2 separate regions of the Mus musculus genome follow, and region 2 is linked to region 1. Evidence: chromatin contacts called from public HiCAR-type data. All regions are on one chromosome and are shown on one strand. Each heading gives the region's core, a stretch centred on a gene start, on an enhancer-like site or on the middle of the called end of the contact. The rest is flanking DNA. Distances are from core to core; before and after follow the strand shown.

Region 1 (5,670 bases), core at 1,847-4,346:
AAATTCTATATTATATTTAGGCTGCTTTGGACCCAGAGGACTTGCCAACTGGGCCAAGCTCTGGCCCACACTCTCCTGGCTCCTTCCCATGATGGCCATGGTTCTCTGTCCTGCACTCTTCTCCAGGATCACATCACTCCTCCTTTCATACCCTTCCAGCATGGGACGTGATAAATCTCCCTTCTCCTACCTCTCCTCCTAGGGCCAAGCCCAGGAAATCTTAAAAGTCCCTAGAAGTCCCACCTCTGTCTCCCTTCCCAGCTATTGGCTGCTGGCATCTTTATTTACCAATCAGAACCAACTTGGGGCAGGGTCCCTCAGTGTCTTGCTTGTGGACTTGCAGACTTTCTTGTGCAAACATTTTGCGGAACCCAAATTAACATTAGAAGACAAGCAGCATTAGGCCAAATGCAGTGCACTCTTCACCCTTATTATCTTTCTTCTCCTTTTTTTTTTACCCCTTTCACACCCCTTCCCTCCCTCCTCCCTGATCCTTCTACCCCCATTTCCCCTTCCCCTTCTTTCTCTTCTCTCTCTCCTCCTCTTCCTCTCCAGTTTTTCATTTCTCCCTCCTCTGCTCCCTCGTCTCTCCTTTGCTCCCGCTCTTTCCCTTCTTTCTTCCCCATCTTTCTCCCCATTCTCCTTTTCTCCTTCCTTCCCTTTTCTCCTCTTTCCCTTTCTTCCTCTCTACTTTTCTCCCTCCTCCCTTTCCTATTCTGTCTTTCACTAATTCCTCCTACTTCTTCTTCTCTTCTTCCTCTGGTAATTTATTTTGTCACTTAATATGATTTAAAGCTTTGCAGAACCATCAAGACATAAGTATAAGTAATACTCCAAACATTCTTTATTAAAACTAAAGTCCCATTTGGGGACCCTTAATGGACCCAGGACCCTCGTGTCTGTGCCTTTTTGCTTCTCCTTGTCTCGTGTGAAACAGAGAAGTGAGAACACCAGGAATCCCCAGGAATCGTATTCCTTTGTAGCTTTCCCAGATTGAGGGTGCTGAATGCTGACAGGTATAACCCTCTGCACGAGAGCACAATTCAGTGGTGGGGTCCTATAAGGAAGCAGGGGCTGGTGATGTCTGTCTTCTTTAAGATTTAGTTCTTGCCTATCTTTGCTTTCACCAATACATTAAGACAATAACTGACAAGGCACACACATGATACAGAAGAACCTAATGCAGCTTGTACCTTGAAGACCTACAATAAGTGACTCTGTCCTCTCTCCAGGGCCCTCTGTCTATCTTGATATAGTCCACAATATAACACAACAGACTTTATTGTAAAGAAGTGTAGATTGGCATGAAATCTAAATGAAGCATATTGCAAATAGCTTTGTATAACCTGTCACATTGTCAGAATTGGTGAACATCAGGTCACCCTTACGGACCACTATTAAAGACCTTTCAGGATAAGACCATTTCGGAAAGAGCTACCCAATTCATGAACAACAACCTTCATGTCATGTGAACTGAGTGAGGATGGCTGATTAATCACAAATTTGCAGATACAAAGAACAATAAAAACAAAACAAACAAACAAACAAAAAATGTCACTGGACCATAATTCCTACTGGACTGATCTGAGACTGGCTTAGTGAGGGACTCTCAGTGTGGATATATGTCAGACCTACTTGGAAACCAAACATGGGGATTCAGAAATCAATGAAAGAGACATTCCTTCTCCATCTTCACAAATAACTCCCAAATTCAAGAAGGCTGAATTAATGACTTTCTTTTGTTTGAACCAGTCAGCAATATATGTGCATTGCCGGGGGAGGGCTTAATTTCAGGGTTTGTAGTTCAGAATAATGGCAAAGGCAGGGTACTTCCACCAACAAATTCAACAAAGGAAAGGTGGAGAAAAGCTGAATGCAACTCTCTAGGCAGTGAACTCCAAGGTCTTTGCTTGAACCAGCTACCTTTGGAGCCATACCTCAGCGTGTTTACCTCTACAGAACGCTTTATGGAAGGGCAAATGGAGTGTCTGGCAGCAAAGGCTGCCTTCAGTGTATGGTTGTATGGAGGAGCTTTGAGTCCAGATTCTTTTCATTCCAGCTAGGTGCCTACGGGAAGTTCATCTAACCTGTGAAAGATGTGGCCTCTTAACAAACACATGTCTGGGTTGCTACTTGGTCCCAGCGTACAACATGGTAAGTTGTCTTAAACCGATCACACTGGCCGGCTAGCAATACTTCCCTGTTCTCTGTGTGTTGTCTGGGCTCAGCCAGTCTGTTATTTGATAGCATGACCTTAAGTTTTCTCTTATAAGAACTCGATACTATTTCCTATCATTTAATGGCAGGAATTTTATTCAAAAGCCACAGTGAGGCTGAGGATTACTTCGAGTGGTTAGAGACACTCATAAACGCTCCTGGCAGGTGGTTGAATGCTGCGGTGAGCTAATGTCTCAAAAGTCTTTCAAAGAGGTGAAAATCATTCCCTAGGGTGTTTGCAGTGTTTAAAGTCAGTATCAGCAGTAGTGAGCTATGGAAGTTATACCTGGGCCTCTGATTATACAAGTTAATTACAGGTTCTGACGTCTCCATCATAAACACAACTTGGCATTGTTAAAAATGAATTTTCATAAGCGTCTACAATCTCCTCCTTTTTCTAATTTCTCTACAATAAAATCCAGGTAATGAGAGTGTTCTTGTTAAACAGGACTGGCTGGAACTACGGGATAGTAAAGTTTTTTTTTTCAGACTCATTATATGAATGAAAGGAATTTTAAATTAACATTGATTATTCAGCTGTTTTGTTTTTTGTTTTGTTTTTCAATTTTATTTTTTTGGACAAGAATGTCTTTAGGTAATAAAACAAGTTAAAAAATTCTCCCTTTAAATAATTTGTCTTAAACAGTTAGGACAGAAAGATGTTGGCACCAGGAAACTTGTGTTTTGTGGTTCTTGTAATTAATGGTCCCAGGGACAGTGTCACAGGGGCTAAGGAAGACATTATCCAAGGTCAACCTGGCCAAGGACTTTTAATCAGAAACTAAATACAAACAACTGACAGCCGAGGCCAAGTCTCTCACTGGCAGTTCTGCCCAATGGGCCATAGACCTGGAGGTCAGGCCTTCTGCCCAATTCCTCCCAGTCCCTTTGTCCTGACACCTGACTGCCTCAGTCATGTGACATTGCAGATCCTCAGTGCTGTTTCTCTTCCCATCACTGCCAGCATACATCATCCTGTGGCATCCTGGGATTCTCATTTTCTGCTCCTGCCCCTCCTTAGTCTCTGTTCTGTTTTCTGTTAACTCCTTGGAGGTGCTTAGTTATGCATATTAATGACATTTTCCTAGTTAATTAACAGCCTTGTCAAATAGGCAATTCATGTAAGAAAACATAGCAAAAGATTTCTGTTTAAAGACTCACTCATTTGTGGTGATGAGTAACAAAATCCTCATCACAACCAAGGTACATTCTAGCCTAAGTAGAATTAAAAACTGGGGCCAGTTAAGACATTTTGGGGAGTCATTTCTAGATACTTTAATTCTTGGGGATTTCTTGTACAAAACCACACTACAGTCCCACCTCTATTGGATTGGTGTTTTCTTTCTGAATTTAAATGCCACATACTATTTCCCATGTTCTAAGACAGTTACAGGTACTGTGTGCCACTCCAGTCTTGTGATTCCAAGGACATTGAGGATGGTGATGGTGGTGGTGATCGTATTGGTAATGATGTGTGTGATGAGACGCTGATGACAAGTGGACATCATTGTTTCCACTAGTGTTGAGAGTCTATAAAAACCCCAGATCTTGTCTGCTATTCACCCATGGTGCTCCTGGCTTCCTTTCTCTGGAAGGAGACAGTCCACACGCATTTTGCAGTTCAACATGGAATCTGCTCTCCACCTTTCTCTTTGTCTGCCTCTCCCAGTGTGTGCAATACCAGCCTCTGCTCACAGGTCCAATTTCCAAAGCTGGTACCTTGAGATCTTGGGATTATACCCAGATGGTATAATGGTACCCTCAAGTAGCAGCTGCCCAAGGACTTCCTGTGAGTTCACATTTGGCTGGCAGGAAGCTGACTGGCAGTATGACCAGTGTTGGGATTTTGGGGTTCAGGTATCTGCTTCTGGCCTGATCAGCTGTACAGGAGGACTTCCAAGTGTCCCTGTGTCAATACTCAGGCTGCAGCTGATCCTCCAGTCCAAACACACTGCTCACCTCTGAGACATGGCTGTCTTTAAGTCTTCACATCTGGCTTGTTTCCTAGCTGTTTGGTTTAGGCCACTGTAGATGCTTCATGGATTAGTCTGGGGGAGGGACTTTTGTTTGGCATTTTAGTTGAATTTTTCCACTTAGTTGCATCTTTCTATAGTGTGATAACACCTACTCATTCTTACGTACCAATACATAAATCTGTGCTTGTATTCTCAGCTGAATCCCACCTCAAATACTTGCCATCATCCTGGGGGCCCTGCCATGGCTTCACTGAATTCATATTCCTGTATTCCTTGTCTTCCTCCATTCCGTTTCTGGTATAACACACCAAGCTCCTAGATAGAAATGCTCAAAACCATACTGATTCATTCCTTTTGAACTCACCCTAAGCTCCATCTCTAGATCAAGGAGTTGCCAACTGGTAACACTCCAGCTGAAGTCTCTCCTGAATCTATGTTGTATTGTACCCATCTGGGTGGCTGACTTTCTTACTTCTTCTGAAACACGTGAGTGATTTTCAGCTTGTCACATCTAGGACTGTCATGCAGATCAAGGGACTGGCACCTTTGTGGCTTCACTCACTTCTCAGGGAGGCTAAGAAGCTTCAGAGTCCAGCATCTCCAGGTTCTTTCCTGCTTTTTCCAGGTTCTGCCATACCGCCTGCTTCCATTCAAAAATTCTAGGTAGGGTATGAGCCCCACTGCCTGCTTTCATCCTGTGAAGCTAGGGTATGAACACCTATATCCTGCATGCTCTCTACATACATGATATATATGATGATGGAGACAGGGAAAACAGTCATGCATGCAGACTCGCTGCCTTCATTCCTGAAGTAACACCAGTCGGATAATTGCCAACCATTTTCCCTGTACCACACCATGCAGTCCTTCTGTCCATGTGACAAAATGGCTGTTTGTCTCCTAATGTACAGCTTAGAGAACATGAAGGTTCAGGGAAATCCCACTCTGAACACAGGGCCATACAAATGTAAATTATTATGAGGAGGTCAACAAAAAACCTTCATAGGACTGGGCTCCTACAGCATTGTGCAGATGCGATTGGTAGTTCGCATCCAGATGATGCTGGCTAAGTCTAGACAAATCAACTGTGTATATTATACTCTTGGAAGAGACATTTTGATTGGCTTATGTCATAGTGAAAAGGGGGCACTAAAGCAGAGACTCAAGTGACAGCAGATGGTATTCAAGGTACATCGGTTGCCTAAGAAGCATGCCCACTGTCCATCTTCCCCAGGTGACCACTTAATGCAGCAGGTGCCCTGGAATTTCTCTCCTGAGCAGCTGATTCCTTAATTCGTATATGCCCTGTATTCTCTTCACCTATGATGATGCAGATGGGTCAAGTACTTTTTAACCTTCCCTCTGTGTGTTTCACCTCTGACTTCCATATTCTTCCAGCTGATTTCTTCTGAGCCTGAGATCCTCTACACCTTCGCTTATGGTCCTGCCTGTAGCCTCCACACATGCTGAGGTCAGC
Region 2 (5,691 bases), core at 3,106-5,605, 410 kb after region 1:
GAGGAGAAATCTCATTTCATTATCTGGGAGCAAGCAGAGGTTTTTAATAAGACAGAGAGGGTCTAGTTAGTCCTCTCAGCTCACCTGGTTTGCCAGCAGCAGAGTGGACCCATACAGGTCAGGGAAACCAGGGCACCACCTCAGGGCCTAGACTGAGCCTCCAGGCTCTCTTTCCCCTTCAGAGGCCCTTCGTAGCCCCAGCTCTCAGCCTTGCACACGTGCATATTTGATGCATATGGCATGCCCATTCAGATTTTCTTAAATAAATGGTGATCCCCAAAACGATGGCTGCTTTTGTTACATTCCTGAATGGTCGGGGAGTAGATTTTTAATTGTTTTCTTTGTCAGTGCCTCAAAATTAGACATCTATTACTGACTTAATATCTCCTGTTATCCCAGAGTCCCTGAAGGCTGTGTGCTTTCAGTGGGACCAGGAGGCCCCCCGAAGTTCATGGGTGCAAGCAAGGGGCTGTAGAAGCACACTTGGCTTTCAGATGTACGCACTGCTGAGCTAATGCGTGATTAATTTTATTCATAAAAATGTTAATCACTTCATTGTGAGATCTTTTTAACATTCAGGGCAGCCCACACCTCTCTCACCGCCCTTGCCCACCATCTCACAGCCCATTTTGAGCTTTTCCTGACATTGTTGAGGCTTTCCAAGGAACCAGCAATTAAGCACACACTTAAACATCAGTAGCAAGCACAACCACAAACAAACAAACCAACGACGGGGTGCGGGGGGGGGTTGTGGGAGATGCAGGACAGACTCCAAGTCAGTCCAGGCTCCTGCACTCCGGCAGACAGACCCTCTCCCATCTTCTGACCTTCTACAGCAACAAAGAGCTATCTCTCCCAACTGAAAAATAACTAGAGAAGAAGTCAGGCTGCTTTCTTCCCTATTCCAGGAGAGCACGAAAGGAAAGAAATTAAAGATGATTTTGGAGTTAGAATTCAAAATAAAAGCCCTCTGGGAGGTTTAAGCTGCAGTACACAATCCAGGGCTGGTCTCTGTGGTTGTGGGTCCAGAAGCTGCCTGGTCAGCGTGGGGAAAGAAAGGTGGCCTTAGGTCATGAGTTCAGTACTTTATCTCGTCTCCGTCCTCTGTGCAGCCCAACCTTAGCCTCCCCTTGTCCAACCAATACAGCCAAGAAGCTGAAGAACGGATAAAGAAATCAGAAATAGCCTGGAAGTTTTCAGAAAACCAGCAGTGACTTAACCGACCCTAGCCAAGGACATCTCCCTGCCTAGAGGACAGTGAATGCTCTTTCTTCACAGGCTGACAACAGCAGCCAGCAGAGTGGCTTCCCACACCAAGCCTCATACCAATACTCCAGAGCCCTGTGAGGGGAGGGTCCTACCCTTTGGGTCCCTTGTGGCAGGACCAGATTCAGAAAATCCATGCATGGGCCAGCTAATTTGGCTCATCTTCCAGACTCTCCTCTCTGCTGCCCCACTTCAGGCAACCTTAGGATTTTAGAGTACACAAGAGCCCTCCACCATGGTGGCAGGGTGACTCTCAGAGCTCTTCTCTCCAACGAAAACAACCGTTAAAAGTACACAATTTACCACTGCTTTGGTATAAAGACCACAGGTACAGAAATTGTCCATTTGAAACAGTTTCCAGCAGGCCTCCAGAGTGTGGGGCCCTAGCCCGGCTGGCTGGAATAACCCAGCATAACTTGGTTTACGGCGTCTCTAGACACTTTCCCAAGATACAAAGGCCTCCAGCAGCCCCCATGTGGTGACCTTTAGAGGTCTTATAGCTCCAGCTCTGGAGCCATAATTAGAGCAGGCTTGCTCCATGGGGGCACACTGGAGATTGCAGTGCCTGGTGGCAGTAAACTGCTCCTGGGATCCCTGCAGGGTCTGCATGGTGGCCATGCAACTGAATACCCACGAGGAAGAGGGACTTCAACCCAGGACAGCTCCTTGGCCTGCAGCTGCAAGCAGCCTTTGAGCTGAGACTCTCTCATTCTGGGCTTCTCACCCCCTAAACCACCTACAGGCAATGAAGGAATCCTTCAAACCGGACAAGCGCCGACACCATTCTCAGGGCATGGCCTGACTTCAGCTCTTCTGTCTCCTGACTCCTACCCTAGATGCCAACACTACCATCAATCCAATCCACATGTCCTCCTCACAGCTTTGTCTCTGAGAGCCGCATCTATGTTCTCCCTCACTACCCAACACACAGAATCCTGTACCCTAAAGCCTCCCTCTCTATCTCAGGGGACCCGAGAGCCTGGATGACTCCTCCTACAGTGCTCCATCCCATAATGAGGACAGAGAGGCCTAGAAATTGGTCTGGCCGTGCAAATCCCTCTGGCTGATGTACTCCAAACCCTGCTCCCTCTCAATGCCTCACTCAACAAGTGACCCTCTCTGGGCTCTGCGTCCTTTCCCTATTTTCAGAATTTCCATTTGCAGTAAGTATTGTCAAATGACCAGTCAGTTTGGGAACACATTTCCTGTTCTATACTCCTCTAAACTCCCAAGCCAGTATCCACAAGCCCCCCCCCCCTCCCCCACATCCGCCTTGGAAGGCTCACCCCTTTCTGGTGGGAAAACACCCTCTATAAGATGGAAGCACCCCTGGGGTCTCTGCTCCTTCAGGAGAGGGGAAAGACTGATCAGGGTTCACAGAGCTCCCCCTCAGGTGAGGTTTGGAGGGTTTGTGAGATGGACTAGAAGCCAGATCCAAGACACCCCCCAGGTGCTGTGTCTGGCCCTGTCCTCCCTCTTTTTCTCTCTCCTTCCTCATTCTCTGCCTAAGTCTGAACCAAAGGACAACTGGAGCTCAGCAGGGCGTGATTCATCGGTGGCGCCCTTCTGAGCCAAGACCCGTATTACATTAATCAGTTTCACACCACTATAATGGAGATATGAATATGAATTCTCCATATTGCAGGGAGATAAATGTGCTTTTATATAATGGATCAAGAAAAGGGGGCTGGATGGGGAAGCAGGGTGACTGGGTAAGTTCCATCAGGTCAGCCAAGGGGAGCGATGTGATGCTCACCCCACAGGAGATGTGCTGGGCACTGAAGCATGGGGCCCTAGACTAGAGTCGTTTCTCACCCTTCCATGTCCTTTGTAAACTTCCAAAGAAGCTCAGAGAGAGACAGTCTGGGCAGGATACTGAATGTCCTTCTCAAAGGGAGGAAGGGTATTCTATGCAGAGGCCACCAGTTCTATGTGGAGTCCCATCCCCACACCCAGCTCCCCCCTTCCGATCTCAGAGTTGTCCCCACACTGGGGATGACACCTGGGACAAGGTGTTGCTAGAAGTGCCCTGCACAGGCAAAAACTTCCCAAGGAACATTTGTGGCTCTCATGGTAGATGTCGGTATCTCTAAGTTCTCTGAGACCATGTTTTGTTTTGTTTTGTTTTCAAAAGGTTAAGTTCCCAGCACCCAGGGCCCATCAGGGCACAACAATATATTTGTACACGTGTAGCAGCTGTAGAGGAAGATGTGAACAAACAATGCAAAACAATGCTTTGGGGCTTGATTAAAAAAAATTTTTTTTTTAACTTTTCACTGAAGAAAAGCAGTTCTGACAGAGATCTGACCTGTGTACTGTCATGGCTGATTCTCAGGAGAAGGACTCCTCCGGCTGCCCAGTTCTACCTTCTAGACTACTAGACTCCTATATTACTGGGATTCTGTCAGTGAGGCACAAGCTAGTTCAATGGCTGCACATGCTGGCAGAGCACCTCAAATGTATTTTGCAAGGGACAAAAGGAGACAGAAGGGAGGTACTTGGGCAATGACTAGATTCAGAGATGTGAAAAGAAGACCTTACCTGCCTGAGCTGAAGGAGTCCACCAGAGTTCAGCTGCAGCTTCCCACAGTCACCCAGAACAAATCTCCCAGCAGACATTTTGAAGGTCTGAGTAGCGTGCCAGCATGCCTGGCTATCCCATTCCTCATTTCAGATACAAGGCATGGTTGGTTAGGTTTCTTCAGAGATGCTGTTTCATCAGGGAACCCACTCCAGAGCCTCTGGGTTGAGGGTCCAGAGACAGGAGGCTCCACACAACTTCAACAAGGGTGTTGTAAAAGGGTACTTTTGACTTAGCAAACTTCATCAGGACAGAGAAAGCACAGCTTACAGTCCAGAGCCCACTTTTGCCTCCAAATGCCAGTGGCCTGGCAGGCCCCCAGACACACACCGCACACATGCTCACACACATGATTGATCCCAGGAACAAGCACTAAGCCTTGTCACTACAAATCCATGCTTTTGCCTAGGGAGTCCCAAAGCCTAACTGTCCCAGAGTTTCAAGGAGCCCCAGAAACATCACCAGCAGGGGTCAAGGTCCCATTCTGCTTTCGGACCATAGAGGGCGCTTCGAGCATGTCCATTCAGACCTCGGAGCTCCCACCAGCTTAGCAGAGGGCGTCTATGGGACCCAAGTCTACCTAGCTGGACTGCCCAACTCCTTAGCTGCTTTGCGAACTGACTCGTGACCCCACGTGTGGTACACTTTCTTGCCTTGGCAGCATCTGCGAATCTCTCTCTCTCTCTCACTCTCTCTCTCCAGTCTGGAGGTTCAGAAATCCAATCCTTACTCAACCTGAGACAAGAGTGGGAAGAATTGAGAAGAGGGAGCATGCCCTGAGTGCAGTGTGGCCCCAGCAGTGCACGGGGTGCCTGCTGGTCCTTGATGCTAGCAAGTAGCGGTGGTCAAAGGCACATGGTCTTCCCCTGGGTGTGCAGGGGGGCGCGCGCGCACACACACACACACACACACTCCACACACCAACACCATGACTCTTATGGGCAGCCCGGGGAGAGAGCAAGTTTCCTGGCAGCTGGGAAGAGCGGAGCCTAAACTGGGGAGAGACTGCCCAACTTTGTCCCCATTTAGCTTGTTTTCCCCACAGTTTACATCGTCTTAGGAAGTTTTACTATTTGCTTGCGCAGTCCTCATGAATCCCAATCCGGTAGCCATCATAGTCCTAAAAGTCCTGGCTCTGGTTTGGCGGAGTCTTCCGCTCTGCTGAAAAGTGCGCAGGCGACTGGCTGGTAAGCCGCAAAGGAGTGGTGGGACTCCTAACTCTCCACTGTGGTTTTCAAAACTGCTTGCTGGCCGGTGCGGTACCGAGCTATCGCCTTCCCTCATTGTTGCTACAGTGCTCCTCAGCCTTCTCCGGCAAGACTGAGGGACTATTAGTTCAGGCTTCTTCAGCTGATGTACGCACAGTCGCAGATCGTCCTACCCGGGTTTAAAGATGCGCCCTAGGCAACCCCTTCACTACAATCACCACTCACTCCCCACCCCGTAGCGCACCTTTTCTCTGAAGCCACTTCTGAATCTTGAATCGCAAACCCAGGGAACCCCGGAACTCGGAACCAAACCCTATGTCGCTCATCTATATGAGAATATTTTTTAAAGAACCTTCCGTTTTCTCCTCTTTACACTTAAACAACTGACTAAGCACACTGTGAGCAATATTTCATACTCCATTACGTCCACGCTCTGACTAGAAAACGACCCTCCTCTAAAACGCATCGCTCACACAACTAGTGAGTAATTGATTTCGAGCCCGAAGTTCCCCTTTGGGAGTGTGATTGAAAATTCTCTTCATTTCCCCCCATTTTGATCCACTTTAAAACATCGGTTTTGTAAACTGTCTAAAATTGAACGCATTTATGTACTTAAAAAGGCTGCTCCAGATAAAC

What was found. HiCAR-type assays count read pairs that join an accessible place to other places.
Region 2: a contact with region 1 is called in a HiCAR-type map of kidney, with 5 times the contacts expected there. The contact joins two enhancer-like sites. A contact is called at or near these places in 2 of 115 datasets of contacts at active chromatin or transcription factors (embryonic limb bud and kidney) and 2 of 9 other capture datasets (adipose tissue and liver).

What each region holds. Positions count from the first base shown.
Region 1 is chr13:71,547,210-71,552,879 of GRCm38.p6, forward strand. All of the region lies in intron 1 of 1700112M02Rik (a long non-coding RNA gene), which reads left to right. Among named protein-coding and RNA genes, the nearest start is that of 1700112M02Rik, 62 kb to the left of the region's middle. Within about 2 kb of position 3,097, at least 2 of the 459 cell types and tissues checked have an H3K27ac peak or open chromatin away from gene starts, as enhancers often do. A contact at or near this core is called in kidney, where this site is marked.
Region 2 is chr13:71,952,291-71,957,981 of GRCm38.p6, forward strand. No RefSeq gene overlaps it. Among named protein-coding and RNA genes, the nearest start is that of Irx1, 8.6 kb to the right of the region's middle. Within about 2 kb of position 4,356, at least 12 of the 459 cell types and tissues checked have an H3K27ac peak or open chromatin away from gene starts, as enhancers often do. A contact at or near this core is called in kidney, where this site is marked.